Linked DNA regions of Sus scrofa: region 1 is linked to region 2. The links are chromatin contacts, called in public HiChIP or PLAC-seq maps. All regions are on one chromosome and are shown on one strand. Each heading gives the region's core, a stretch centred on a gene start, on an enhancer-like site or on the middle of the called end of the contact. The rest is flanking DNA. Distances are from core to core; before and after follow the strand shown.

Region 1 (6,078 bases), core at 1,974-4,473, 210 kb before region 2:
TGGCGAGCTTTGCAGGTCCAAAGTTGCTCAAGCAGAAACCTGGGGGAGGCGTGTCTCTCCTTGTGGCCTCTGAGTGAGGGTCAGTACCCTCGGTAGGTGTTTGTGTTGGTCACAGTGCTGTGTCCACCAGAAGAAATGGGGGTTTTCCCAGTTACCACAAAGCCACTGAGTTGGGGCACCTGGAAGTGCCCTGAGGGTCTCCCCTTTCCTGCATTTTTATGTCTGATCCATCAGCAGGTCTCCTAGATTCGGCTCCAAAATCCAGTGAACACGTCCATCCTTCCCACCACATGGCCCCAGGTCCTGACCAAGCTGCCTTCCTCATCCCTTGCCTGATGGAGCCTCCTCACTGGTCATTTCTCCTCACTCACACCCCCTTCCCCATCTTCAGCTCGCATCTATCCACCTTTTTAAAATTTTTTAAAAAAATTTTTTCTTTTTGGCCATGCCTATAGCATGTGGAAATTCCAGGGCTAGGGATCAAACCCACAGCAGTGACCCAAGACACAGTGGTGACAGTGCCAGATCCTTAACCCACTGGGCCACCAGGGAGCTCCTCCACCCACCTTTTAAAAAGCCCAGACCTGACCCGGCTGCTCATCTGCCTGAGCCCCTTCTGTGGCTTTCTTTGTTCTCAGAGTAAAAATTCAGATCATGACCATGGCCTCATTTCAGATGTGAGTGGGCCACGGATGCTGCTCTCTGAAGCCTCTGCACAGGCCACCCCTCCTGACCTCAGTCCTTTCTGTCCTTCAAGTCCCAGGCCATATGTCAGCTCCTGGCAGAAATCTTTCCTGGGGGCCGCACTAAGCAGCCCCCTCCCCCTGCCCTTGCACCCCCTCTCTAGTATCTCCAGAGCCCTGGCACATGGCTCATTTTCTGTTACCAGTTTGACCTCTCTCCCCAAGGACAGGGACTGGATGTGTTTCGCCGAGTTCCCAGAGGTGAGCCTCCTGCCTGGCTTCGAGCAGCCACATGGTAGCCCTCTGTAAACGTTTCTGCAGTGAGCCAAGAAATGCCAAGTGGGTCAGGATCTCAAGTTTTGGTTGAGCCCATTCACACCCTAGCATCTCACTATGGCCTCTTGGTAATGGTCAACCCTTGCGATTGTCATATAAATGCAGATTTGGGAGATTCCCCATTTCTTGAGCTCCTCCCTCGTGCCAGGTATTGTGCTGGGCGCATTGCAGATGGTGTCAAATGTGGCCGGTGGGTGTGGCTTGCACTGTATCAATGGGGACCAAACTTTGGAGGCATGGAACACGCACCAGGTAACCATGGCTCATGGTTGGTGATGTCAGGATTGGAACCCAGGTCTTTGAGGCTCCCACACCCCCCCAGCCCACCATCTTTCTCTATACCAAGCTGAGTCACGTTTTAGCTCAGACAAGCCTTTGGCCATTCCAACTAAAAAACGGGTCTCTGTTTTCCCAGGAAGAAGGCCACCACCCAGCCAGTCTTGACCTCTGCAGGACATGCAGAGGGTGTCTCACCCTAGCCAGGGATAGAGAGTCAAATGCTCCTTTAAAAAGTCTGGTTCGGTATTTGCAACCATTTTTTTCCCTTTTAGCAATATATCATGACCATCTTTCCATGCCAACAAACATAATTACACATCATCCAAAAAAAAAAAAAAAGGTCCAGTTTCAAGATTATCTAGGGAAGATAAATGTTTCCGTTGTGCTAATTCCAGCACAGTTTATATGCTGTTTTGCAATGCTGGCAAACTGTTTTCTTCTTATTTAAGCATTTAAACTCTGTTTTTTAAACTGTTATGGCATACAGATCACTTAAGAGTAACAGATGTCTGCTTGATAGAGATGTTCCCAGGAAAAGAATTTGCTGCTTCTTGGTCTCCAGAGGAAGGATGCCTTTGCAAGTATGTGGCTTTCGGTCCACACGTTGCCCCTCTTACCCTCAATAAGAAGAGCAGGGGGAAGAAATACAGTGCCTTGGGCTGCTTTGTAAATATATTTACAGGTCCTGTTGATAACAGAGGTGAGGCCCTGGTCTCCCGGGAGGGCCATCCCTTCCCCTCGTGGAGGGACTATTTCCTGAGTTTCCTTAGGTAGTTAAGATCATGGCCCATCTGGAGACGTGAAAACCTGGGTCCACTTTTCCTATAAATGCAGATTACCCCAGAATTTTAGCTAGAGATTCTTCCAGAATCAAATTATTTTATGATTTACTATTGGCTAGCGTGAGAATTTTTATTAAGCTCACGTCATGGAGTTCAAATGCCTTTTATTTTTTGGTCTTTTTAGGGCTACACCTGCGGCAAATGGAGGTTCCCAGGCTAGGGGTCTAATCGGAGCTGTAGCCGGCAGCCTACGCCAGAGCCACAGCAACTTGGGATCCGAGCCGCATCTGCGACCTAGATCCTTAACCCACTGAGCGAGGCCAGGGATCAAACCCGCAACCTCATGGTTCCTATTCAGATTCGTTAACCACTGAGCCACAACGGGAACTCCGACTGCCTAAATTCTAAACCAGCTCCATCATTTATTAGCTGTGTGATCTTGGGCAGGTCACATATCTTTCCAAGCCTAAGTTTCCTCACCTGTTACATGGGGCTAAGAGTGACTCAGTGAGACTCAATGAGATGATACATGTAACGTGCCTAGCACAGCACCCCATCCATAGGGCGTCAATAAATATTCATGATTCAGAGTCATATGGAATGTTCAAGGTGACACCAGTCTGGGCCTCTTCCTCCATGTCATTTCAGTGGCCACAGGAAGGGCCCCAGGGCCAGGGAGCTAGATCTGAATATTGAGGTAGAAAGTGGGTAGGTGTCAGAGCAGGATTGGGTCAACACTGGTGGACATAGCGGGCAACAGGGGAGGGGAGGGGGAAACTAAGGTAGGCCTGGGATTGGGTATCAAGGCTGGGAGATGGCTCCGTTGCCAACCCAAAGCTAGGTTCCTAGTTCAGCCAAATGGCCAAGTTAAAGGGCAGAAGTCTGAGAGTCTCTGAAGGGCTTGACATCTGACCAAGGAAAAGCAGTGCTAACAGGGAGCTGGTGGTCACCTCTGGAGACATTTTGCATCTGAGGGAAGGAGAAGGGAACCCAGCAGATGACCTTTGGGGAGCTGCTCAAATGCTCTGCAACTTTCCCTTGGCCCTCCAGAATGATTGATTCCTGGGGGAGGAGCTACCCCTTGTGCCTTCCAGGATGTCCACGACTCCACGGAACCCAGTAAGAGAACGGCCCTCCTGAAGTTCCCAGCTCGGGCTCACGGGGGAGCTGCTGAGCCATGGAGGGAGCAAACAGCTGGGCTCCCTGCGGACTGTCCTGCAACTCAGGAGGAACTTCAAAGGCCCTGGGCATCACCCCTGCCCCCAGGGAGTGGTCCTCCCCACCAGAGCGCCCTGTGTTGCCCCTCTCCCCAGGTCTGGTTGTAAAAGGATCTTTGTGCTAAACACCTTCCAAGAGCCCAGGTCTGGGGATGGGGCAGCCCCAGAACTGCTGGGTCCGTGCCATGGCCTTCGCGTCTAACAGTGCGAGTGGCAGGAAGGTGGAGCAGTTGCTGGTATCCTTCCTAGCCCCCGCGGTCCCATGGCTGTTTAGGCAGGAGGACGAGGCATTTCCTGGGCTTGCACTGAAGTTCTTTTACTTCTTTTCACTGGTTCCCGATTCCCTCCCTCCCCGCCCCCCACCAGCCCGTCTTCCTACCACCGCCCCCACACACCAACCTTGGCTTCTGCTGGCTCCAAAGACCCAGATGGGCTACCGTGGGGGACTTTCATTTCACCCAGTTCTAAAGTCACTTGCTAATTTTTTTTAAGCACTTGGAAACCGTGTTTTGCAACAGTGTTTTGATGCGAGTTTCTCGAAGAACTGCAGGACTTTTTGCACAATAAACTGCCAGGTACTAAAGCTGCATTAACAAAGAGATCAAGAAAGGACTCGCTTCATCCACTGAAGCTCAAAGGTTTAAAGTGGTTCAGATAAGTTAAGTACTTCCCTTTCTCATCGGTGGATATTACAAATCTATCTCCAGATCCTCATCTTTTATCTCTGGTGTTTGTTCTGAACTGTAGTTATTATTCCTGAAGCTTCCGAGATAAGAGGCTAAAGTGTTCACTCTCCTTCCTAGCTCTCTGGGATGATTACTTGGTGGGGGGGGGGTGCTTTTTTTTTTTTGAGTGAGGAATAATTAATGTTCAGTAAAGTATACAATCCTTGAGTGGGCTGCTCAATAAATGTCCACAATTGTTTACACACATGTAACCACCACACTGCCAGCATCTGGAGTCGTTTTTGTGGTGTGCTTTTCTGGATGGGTGGGTGTTAACCCCAGGGCCCCCGCTGTGCTCCTCTTCTCACCCTTCCTGTTTCCTGCCTCAGTTCTCACAGACAGAGGTAACTGCCCTGTCCCCAACTCCTTGCCCAGCTATGTGGAGTGAGCACGGCCCCTCCTTCATGCACCGAATTCTTTGAGACTCGAGGGTTTTTTTTGTTTTGTTTTGTTTGGTATTTTTAGGGCCACACCTGGAGCATATGGAGGTTCCCAGGCTAGGGGTCGAATTGGAGCTGCAGCTGCTGGCCTAGACCATAGCCACAGCCATGCAGGATTTGAGCCATGTCTGTGATCTACATCACAGCTCACGGCAATGCTGGCTCCTTTAACCCAATGAGCGAGGCCAGGGAGCGAACCTGTGTCCTCACGGATGCCAGTCAGATTTGTGTCTACCGAGCCACAATGGGAGCGCCCGAGTTTTTTCATTAGGGAAATTATTTTGCAAATAGTTAGCAGCCAAGGTGCCACTCTGCCTTTGTACAAGCTTATGGCAAAGTTGGGAGGGATTTTGATGGATTTGTCCATATCTTGACATCGTGCTTCTTCAGTGCTGGTCAGTTGTATCACTCAACCACCAACCTATTACGTTAGGTAACTAGGAAGAGTTTCAAAACATTCAGAAAGGTAAAAAATAGTTACAATAAAACCATTGTCTGTCTTTAATATTTAATAACTTATCACTATTAGCCATGTGTCTTCCACTTGTTCATTTTTTTTGCCAGTTTTAAAGAAAATTAGACTTGATCTCACCTCGTATTTATTATACCTATTCAAATGAACAATTCTTCTCAATATCACCTAACACCTACTCCATATTCAAACTTCTGGAACTAGAGAGCATTTAGAAATTAAACCAGGATTTAATCGAGGAGCTGGCATTGTAATGTCTCTCAATTTAGACCAGTCTCCCGATCTTTTATATTTTTTAATGGCATTGCCCTTTTTGAAGAAATCAGGCTTAGTGTATGCTGCCTGTTCTTGATTTGTCTTACTGTTTCTCCATGGTGTCGTTTAGCTAGTATTGACTTTGCTTCTGAGACAATTATTATTTATGCTGACCCTTCTTAGTCCAGAGGCTCCTGAATTTCCTCAGTTCACAATGCCCTTGATGTCTCATTTTTTTTCCAGTGTTCTTAGGTCTTAACCCTGAACTAATTGTTCATTAAATAGGTCCAAAAAATTGTTTCCTAATAACTTCATAACTGATTTAACATTTGAAATTATTTCTATTTCACTCAAAAATAACCAAATTACTAATAGAATGGTGTACCTGCGGGTTCTAGCCAGCTTCTCCAACCTTAGAATCAGATGGATGCCACCATCCTTAGTTAGGTCCTGCCCCACAGTGATTTTTGTGTGCTATTTCCTCTTCAGCACAGCAACCACTGAAAACCCAGTATAGAAAGATATGACTCCCTCAGAAGGAATGTAGCATGATCTAGTGTTGAAACCTTGAACTACCTTAGCTAATTCAATGCCAACTGCCCCCATGTTTCCCTTGAAAACTGGGATGTCCTCTGGCACTCCTGTCAGTTTACTGTGGTGCTTGGGTGCCTTGGTGGGCAGTTTGGGAACCGTAGTATGAATCCAGCATCTGACCACCTCAGCTGCAAGGATTACAAATGGCCTGAAGACAAAATGAACAAGCACAGGTTTGTCTCAACTAGATGGACAGAGAACACCTCCTTACCTAGAGCAGGTCTTCCTAACCTCACCATGCTTCAGAAACATCTGGGGACCCTATCACAGCAAACACTCCTGGGCACCGCCCCCA
Region 2 (6,673 bases), core at 1,968-4,467:
CAGATGGCAAATAAGTAAATGAAAATGTGTTCCACATCTCATGTCATTAGGGAAATGCAGATTAAAATGAGACAGCACTACACATCTACCAGAATGGCCGTAATCTGGAACACCAGCACCACCCAATGCTGGTGAGGATGGAGGGCGATGGAAACTCTCACTGCTGGCGGGAAAGCAAGACGGTACAGCCACTTTGGAAGATGGTTTGGCAGCATCTTCTAAAACTAAACAGACTCTTTACCATACGACCCAGCAACTGCATTCCTTGGTACTGACCCAAAGGAGCTGAAAACATGTCCACACAAAAACCTGCACACAGCTATTTATAGCAGCTGTATTCATAAATGCCAAACCTTGGAAACAATCAAGAAGTCCTTCAGGAGGCGAATGGATAAATAAACTGTGGTCCATTCAGACAAGTGAATATTAGTCAGCACCAAAAAGAAAAGAGCTATCCAGCCATGAAAAGACATGGAGGAAACTTAAATGCATATTACTAAGTGAAAAAAAGCCAGTCTGAGAAGGCTACATACTGTTGGATTCCAACTATATGACATTTCGGAAAAAGCAAAGCTATGGAGGCAATAGAAAGATGAGCGGTTGCCAGGAGCTAGGGGTGGGGAGGGATGAAGTAGGCAGAGCACAGAAGTTTCATTTAGGGCAATGAAACTCTTCTGGAGCCTAACTAAACCATGGACTTTGTGGAATTACGATGGGTCATGTAGGTTCATCAATGGTAACAAAGGTACCACTCTGGTGGGGGGTGTTGGTAACAGAGGGGGATGAGCACAGGTAGGAGCAAGGATACATGGGAACTCTCGGTACTTCCTTTTAATTTTGTTGTGAAGCTAGAACTGCTCTAAAAAAAGTAAAATATTAAAAAAAAAGAAAACAACCAACTAAGTATATGGCTCAGCCACTCTCCCACCATCAAACAAACCCCAAAACCACAGTCAAAAAAGTTAGTGGCCAACAAAGCCTGGGGAAATAAGTCCTGCCCTATGGGTCAGAGCAGTGGCCCACCTGCACCTGTGGTCTGAGGTCCCATGCCTAAGGCACCCTCGACGGGCTGGAGAAAGCCTGGGCCTGAAGTGTTGAGGCTGGCACCCTGCCCTCAACATCCAGTAATGAGCACCACGGATTGTTCATGGCTAAATTTACTGAAAATATTTTTCAAATGGCCATATGGAGTCTGCACATTCTTGAAGTCACTCACTCCTGATCTTTACAACCTATTGTACCAAGGCAGACAGCAGAAGCCCACAATGGAGCTCCATTTGGAAGAGACCACATCGAAATCCCCTTTGTGCCACCTGTGTCCATCATGGCCTCTAATGCTACTGGGCTCAGAACAGGTGCCAGCGGATGCATCTCAAAATCACCTCTTTTGAGCTTAGGGTGCAGGGGCCAAGACCCCCTTCCAGAAATCCACAGTCTACCCATGATGGTGTAACCTCCTCTCTGACGGGGCCCTTAAAACTGGTTAACGGTACCCCCATTAATTCATTCGTGATTAATCCATTAGTTGCCCTCATATTCTGAGATGGCGAGATTGGCACGTGTGTGGTGCTGGAGAGAAGGATTTTCTCTGGTTCTGTACAAGAATCCTAAAATGCCGAGGGCGGAAAGGACACTGCAGGCTGTCAGGAGGGACCGTCACATCCCTGTCCCCCCACACCCTCGGGGACCATCCAGCTTCTGCTTGGAGCCCTCTCGGAACAGAAATCCACGCTGTCCTCGGTGGCTCAGGTCCCTCCACCATGGTCTTGCCTCCTCTCCCTCCAGTTCCAAGAGCTGGACCACAAATGACCTGGACAATCTAATGGGGTCAGGCTTTGGGAACTTGAAAGGCAGTGACCTCTGCTCCCCACTCCCCCAGCACTTCACTTTCTTCCAGGTTCTCTTGTATGACCAATGCCCTTTCAAAGGATACCGAATGCTGGCCTTTTCAGATGCGGCTCATCAGTCAGGGCAAACCCCCTACCCGCCGTGTGCTGGCTTTGTGCCAGGCCCCACCCGAGCACCTTACGAACAGGTGCAGTAAATGCTCACAGCCACCCTGTGAAAGAGGGATTTCGTGCACTCCGTTTCACAGATGAGAAACGCTCAAAGGTAAGCAGCACGTCCAAGGTCACAGGGCCGGTAAGAGCAGGCGCCGGGGTGCAAACCCAGTTCTGTTCTCATTCAGCATCTGTGCGTCCTGTGCAAGGCAGAGGCTCAGAACATTCTGAACCGTTTCTATGAACAGACAATCACCACTACATCAAAGGAGGACCACATCAACTTACAGGGACAAACACCTTGATTCCACCTCGAGGTCAGGTGGGTCTGCTGGAGAGCCTTTCCCAACAGGATCTCCGAGGAGAGCCCCCAAAACAGGGCCCAACAGACAAGCGACAAGAGCACCTGGCATGTATTAGCACCAGATGGTTTCTGAATAGTAAGTCCTTTGAGCCTTCCGCCAAGGTAGGTACTGTTTTTACAGATGAGGAAACACACAGTTCAGGTAAGCAACTTCTCAGAAGTCACAGGTAGCTGCTAGAAGTGCGAGAGCTGGGACTCAACCTCGACTACCTAGTTCTCAAACATGGGTTTCCTCCTGCCTAGTGAGAGGCCCCCTGTTGCCCTCCCTCAATGCAGCCGGCACTGAACCTCCTCGCACACACAGGCCAGCGTTGACGGCATGAGTCACTCACGCGTCCTGGACCAGCCAAGGTCTCCAGACTCATGGAGCCAGTGACTCAGTGCAGCCGCCTGGTTTGGGGCTCCAGATTTCTCTTTGTCGACTGCATGGATCTGTGTATGTTAAAAGCATGTTGACTAGAGCAAAACAAAGCAGTCAATGCGGGCAAACAAAATCTGTAGGAAACACATGGTTTCAGCAAGTCACTGGGGCAGCAAACAATAGAAAGGAAAGGCCATGAAGAAGCGCAGCAAAGAGAAACTGCCTTGCAGGTCCCGGACCTGTAGACCCCACACTTGTGCCAGCAGCTTCAGTAGTGGTGGGTAGAAGAGCCTCTACAGAGGCAAGGCCATAAATCAATCATGCATACATCAATAAAACTTTAAAAAATGGAAAAAATTTTAATAAAAAATAAAAATAACTTAAAAATAAAGAGGGGAGGCCCGTGACTGAGAGACCACAGGCCTCCGCGGCGCCTCCCTGAGTGACCAGAGCGCCTGAGGGCGTGGAGGATGTGGCAGAGCACGTGTGACCAGGGTGGAGCTTCCGGTGGAACCCTCGATCCCTCCGCCTGGCGTTCACAGAGCCGGCGCCTCCCCAGGGGCCACCGTTCTGTCTGACGGGGAGCTTAGGAAAGCGCCTGTCTGCTATTATTCAGCAACTTCTGGGTGGGTCCTGCTATTATTATTAACAAAGATAAGATTACAACTAATAATAACGCATGACATTTAAATGCATTTTGCTTCAGCCTGTCTCTCGGAAGTAGGGGAGAGTTCAAACTCCACCTTGGTATCGCTGGCGAGGCCTCGCGTGCCAGTTCACCCACACGCAGATGAGGGTTCCAGCTCTTCTTCAGAACCCAGCGATTTGGTTTTTTTCCTTTGCCAGGTACTCTGCAGTGTGAGCTGCTGGAAGGAAAATGTTTACGGTCTTACAAAAACCACCTCACTGTCTGCATGACACCTCTCAGAAGAAACAAACTTCCTCTGAAACCTCCTAGAGGCCAACCCCCCCCACCACACACACACACTCACACACACACTCACATGTGCATTCACCCAGCCTTTGACAGTCCGCAGGTGCTGTGGGCTCTGGTATGGGCAGCGTGAACCAGGCCCGCACCATCCAGCCTGGCCCAGTAAACCCACCAATGCACAATCACAAACTGGGGGGAGGGCCCTGGGGAAGGAAGGACCGAACAGGGGGCTGATGGAGCACAACGGGGCTGGTGGTCCACCAAGGAGCCCAGCGACTCAGGACGGCGAAGAAAGGCCTCCCTGAGAAGGTGGGGTTTGTGCCAAACCCTGAGGGGTGGCGAGGAATCGAACGGGTGAGGGGCAGGGAGAGGACCAGCACACACGAAGGTCAGGGAAGGAACTAACAGGAGGCTGAGCAGCAGGAAACCCGGATGGAAACGAGTACAAGGAGCAGCTGGAAGCGTGGAGGGCACAGCAGGAGGGTAAGCCGGCGGTGGGGGGGGGGCCTCCCTCCCAAGGTCAACATCCCAGCTGGGGGCTGGCAAGCTTTTGGGAGCCGGTGTCCGCGGAGAGGCCAGACAGCAGAACGCAGCAACTCCCGGGGTCCTGATCACTTCCTCCGGCTCAGCACATTCAAGTGCGTGAGGTCTCAGATCAGGGTCTGCCCACAGGGACCCCAACGACGGGCCCTGACTGCTCCGCTACGGGGCCAGCAAGTTAAGGGGCCATGGGATGCTCTCAGGAAATCCCTTCCTTGAGGACCAGGGCCTCCGGATGCCCACCTGTGCCCATTCTTCCTTCTCACAGGAAGCAGCCATGACCACACTCCATTGTTCTCGGGCAAGTCACGCCAATTGTTGGCGAACAGGCCACGCGCCACAGCAAGCAAGAAGGTGCCGGGTCTACAAACTTCCTGTGAAAAGTCCCTCTTCGTTTAGAAATGATGCTGCCTTGTTTGTACGTTTCCATTAGAGAACAAACAGAAGCCTGCCCGGAAGACATCAGGGTTATGACCACGGCCCCAGGAGGGGCCAGAACACCACGGAGACCTGGCTGCCAGGTGAGGGCTTCCCCTTTGTTATCCACTCCCAGCTCACCCAGGAGTGAGGCCAGCTGGGACCCAGGCCTCTGCGAGGGACTGACGGACCCCGCCTTCAGGTGGAGGCCTGGAGACGGGACCAGGACAGCATTCTCTAGGGACTAAAAGGACAACAGACCCCACCTGTCCCCCCATCTCTCCTCCACGTTCTGAGCTGATGAGGACAATGATGACCAAGATGACAGGGACCACACTTACTTGGCATTTATCCTGTGCCCTCTGGAGCATTTAAATCTCAACCACCCTATCACAAACCACAGAGGCTCAGGGAAATTAAATAAGTCAGCTCACATCCTCACTGGTAGAAGAGCTAGGATTCAGGCCTAGGCCAGCTGACCTTCCAACCTCAACATCACGCCCCCTCTGTACAATGAAGCGGCCAAGGGGATCTAGCTCATCGACGGGGCTGCACTAATGGAGGCGGGTCCCCAGACATCAGGACCAAGTGCTGAACCCACACATGGGGTCTGCCCAGAAGCGGAAGGAAGTGAACTTGGAACTTCCTCTATGGTGAATAAACTTTACACAGGAAAACAGTGCAACCAAAAGCAAGAAATACACTGCATTGGATTTTGTTTTGAAATAATCTGTTTCTACTTAATGAACACAAAGGCTGTTTGAAAGCTGACTCTGACAATTCAATTTTCCCATCTGCTGCTTCAGACGCAGGTGAGAGATAAACGACAAATACAAAGAATGTCTCCATCCGGGAGGGTGCGTGGGGCTGTGGGCGAGGCGGGGATGTAGGACAGGAGCGGGGCTGGTACCAGTCATCGCTACCTTGTCCTTTGCCACCTGGTGACACACCCTGTAGGTACCAAACCTGGGTGGGCTTCAGAGAGGATACTCATTTGGGGACCAGCCCAAACAAGGGCACCCTATCCTTCTCTCCCTCATGTCTGCAGAACCACTGGCTCTGGCTCTAACCCCATCCTCGGGGACCCTGTTTCCTACCAGGCAGCATCTAGGGTTCTGGGCATTCCTGGGCAGAGCGGTAGGGAGGACCCTCGTTCCAATGCCTGGGCAGTCTTCCCAGTCCACAATACCATCTGTGAGGCTATGCTGGGATGAAGCGCCATGAAAATGGTAGCTTTGAGAAGTTCCCTGGTGGCTTAGCAGTTAAGGATCTGGCATTGGAGTTCCCGTCGTGGCTCAGTAGTTAATGAATCCGACTAGGAACCATGAGGTTGCGGGTTCAATCCCTGGCCTTGCTCAGTGGGTCCAGGATCCGGTGTTGCCGTAAGCTGTGGTGTAGGTTGCAGATGCGGCTCAGATCCCGTGTTGCTGTGGCTCTGGCATAGGCAGGTGGCTACAGCTCCAATTCGACCCCTAGCCTGAGAACTTCCTTATGCCGCGGGAGTGGCCCAAGAAATGGCAAAAAGACAAAAAAAAAAAAAAAGGATCTGGCATTGTCACTGCCAGGGTACAAGTTCCATCCCTGGCCCTAGAACTTCCTCATGCTGCAGATGCAGCCAAAACAAAAACAAACAAACAAAAAACCCATAGCTTTGAACACACTCCAAGAGGCTGTCTAATCTGAGCCCTTCATTTCACGGAGAACAAAACTCAGGCCCACAGCAATTGCTGGACTTACTTGCTATAGGATCCAAGACTAGTCAAGGGGGTTTCTCCCCTTACATCACAATAGCACCTTCTTTTTTTTTTAATTTTTTTTTTTTTTGTCTTTCGTTTTTTTTAGGGCCGCACCTGTGGCATATGGAGGTTCCCAGGCTAGGGGTCAAATTGGAGCTGTAGCTGCTAATCTACACCACAGCCACAGCAACATGGGATCCGAGCAATGTCTGCAGCCTACACCACAGTTCATGGCAACGCCAGATCCTTAACCCACTGAGTGGGGCCAGGGATTGAACCCACATCCTCATGGATGCTAGTCAGGTTTGTTAACCACTGAGC

Evidence for each region. HiChIP or PLAC-seq counts read pairs in DNA pulled down with a chosen protein or histone mark.
Region 1: a contact with region 2 is called in an H3K27ac HiChIP or PLAC-seq map of alveolar macrophages. The contact joins two enhancer-like sites.

The regions. Positions count from the first base shown.
Region 1 is chr14:129,376,751-129,382,828 of Sscrofa11.1, reverse strand. No RefSeq gene overlaps it. Among named protein-coding and RNA genes, the nearest start is that of RGS10, 44 kb to the left of the region's middle. Within about 2 kb of position 3,223, at least 9 of the 83 cell types and tissues checked have an H3K27ac peak or open chromatin away from gene starts, as enhancers often do. A contact at or near this core is called in alveolar macrophages, where this site is marked.
Region 2 is chr14:129,167,370-129,174,042 of Sscrofa11.1, reverse strand. The region is part of intron 1 of GRK5 (G protein-coupled receptor kinase 5); the gene reads right to left. Among named protein-coding and RNA genes, the nearest start is that of GRK5, 57 kb to the right of the region's middle. Within about 2 kb of position 3,217, at least 34 of the 83 cell types and tissues checked have an H3K27ac peak or open chromatin away from gene starts, as enhancers often do. A contact at or near this core is called in alveolar macrophages, where this site is marked.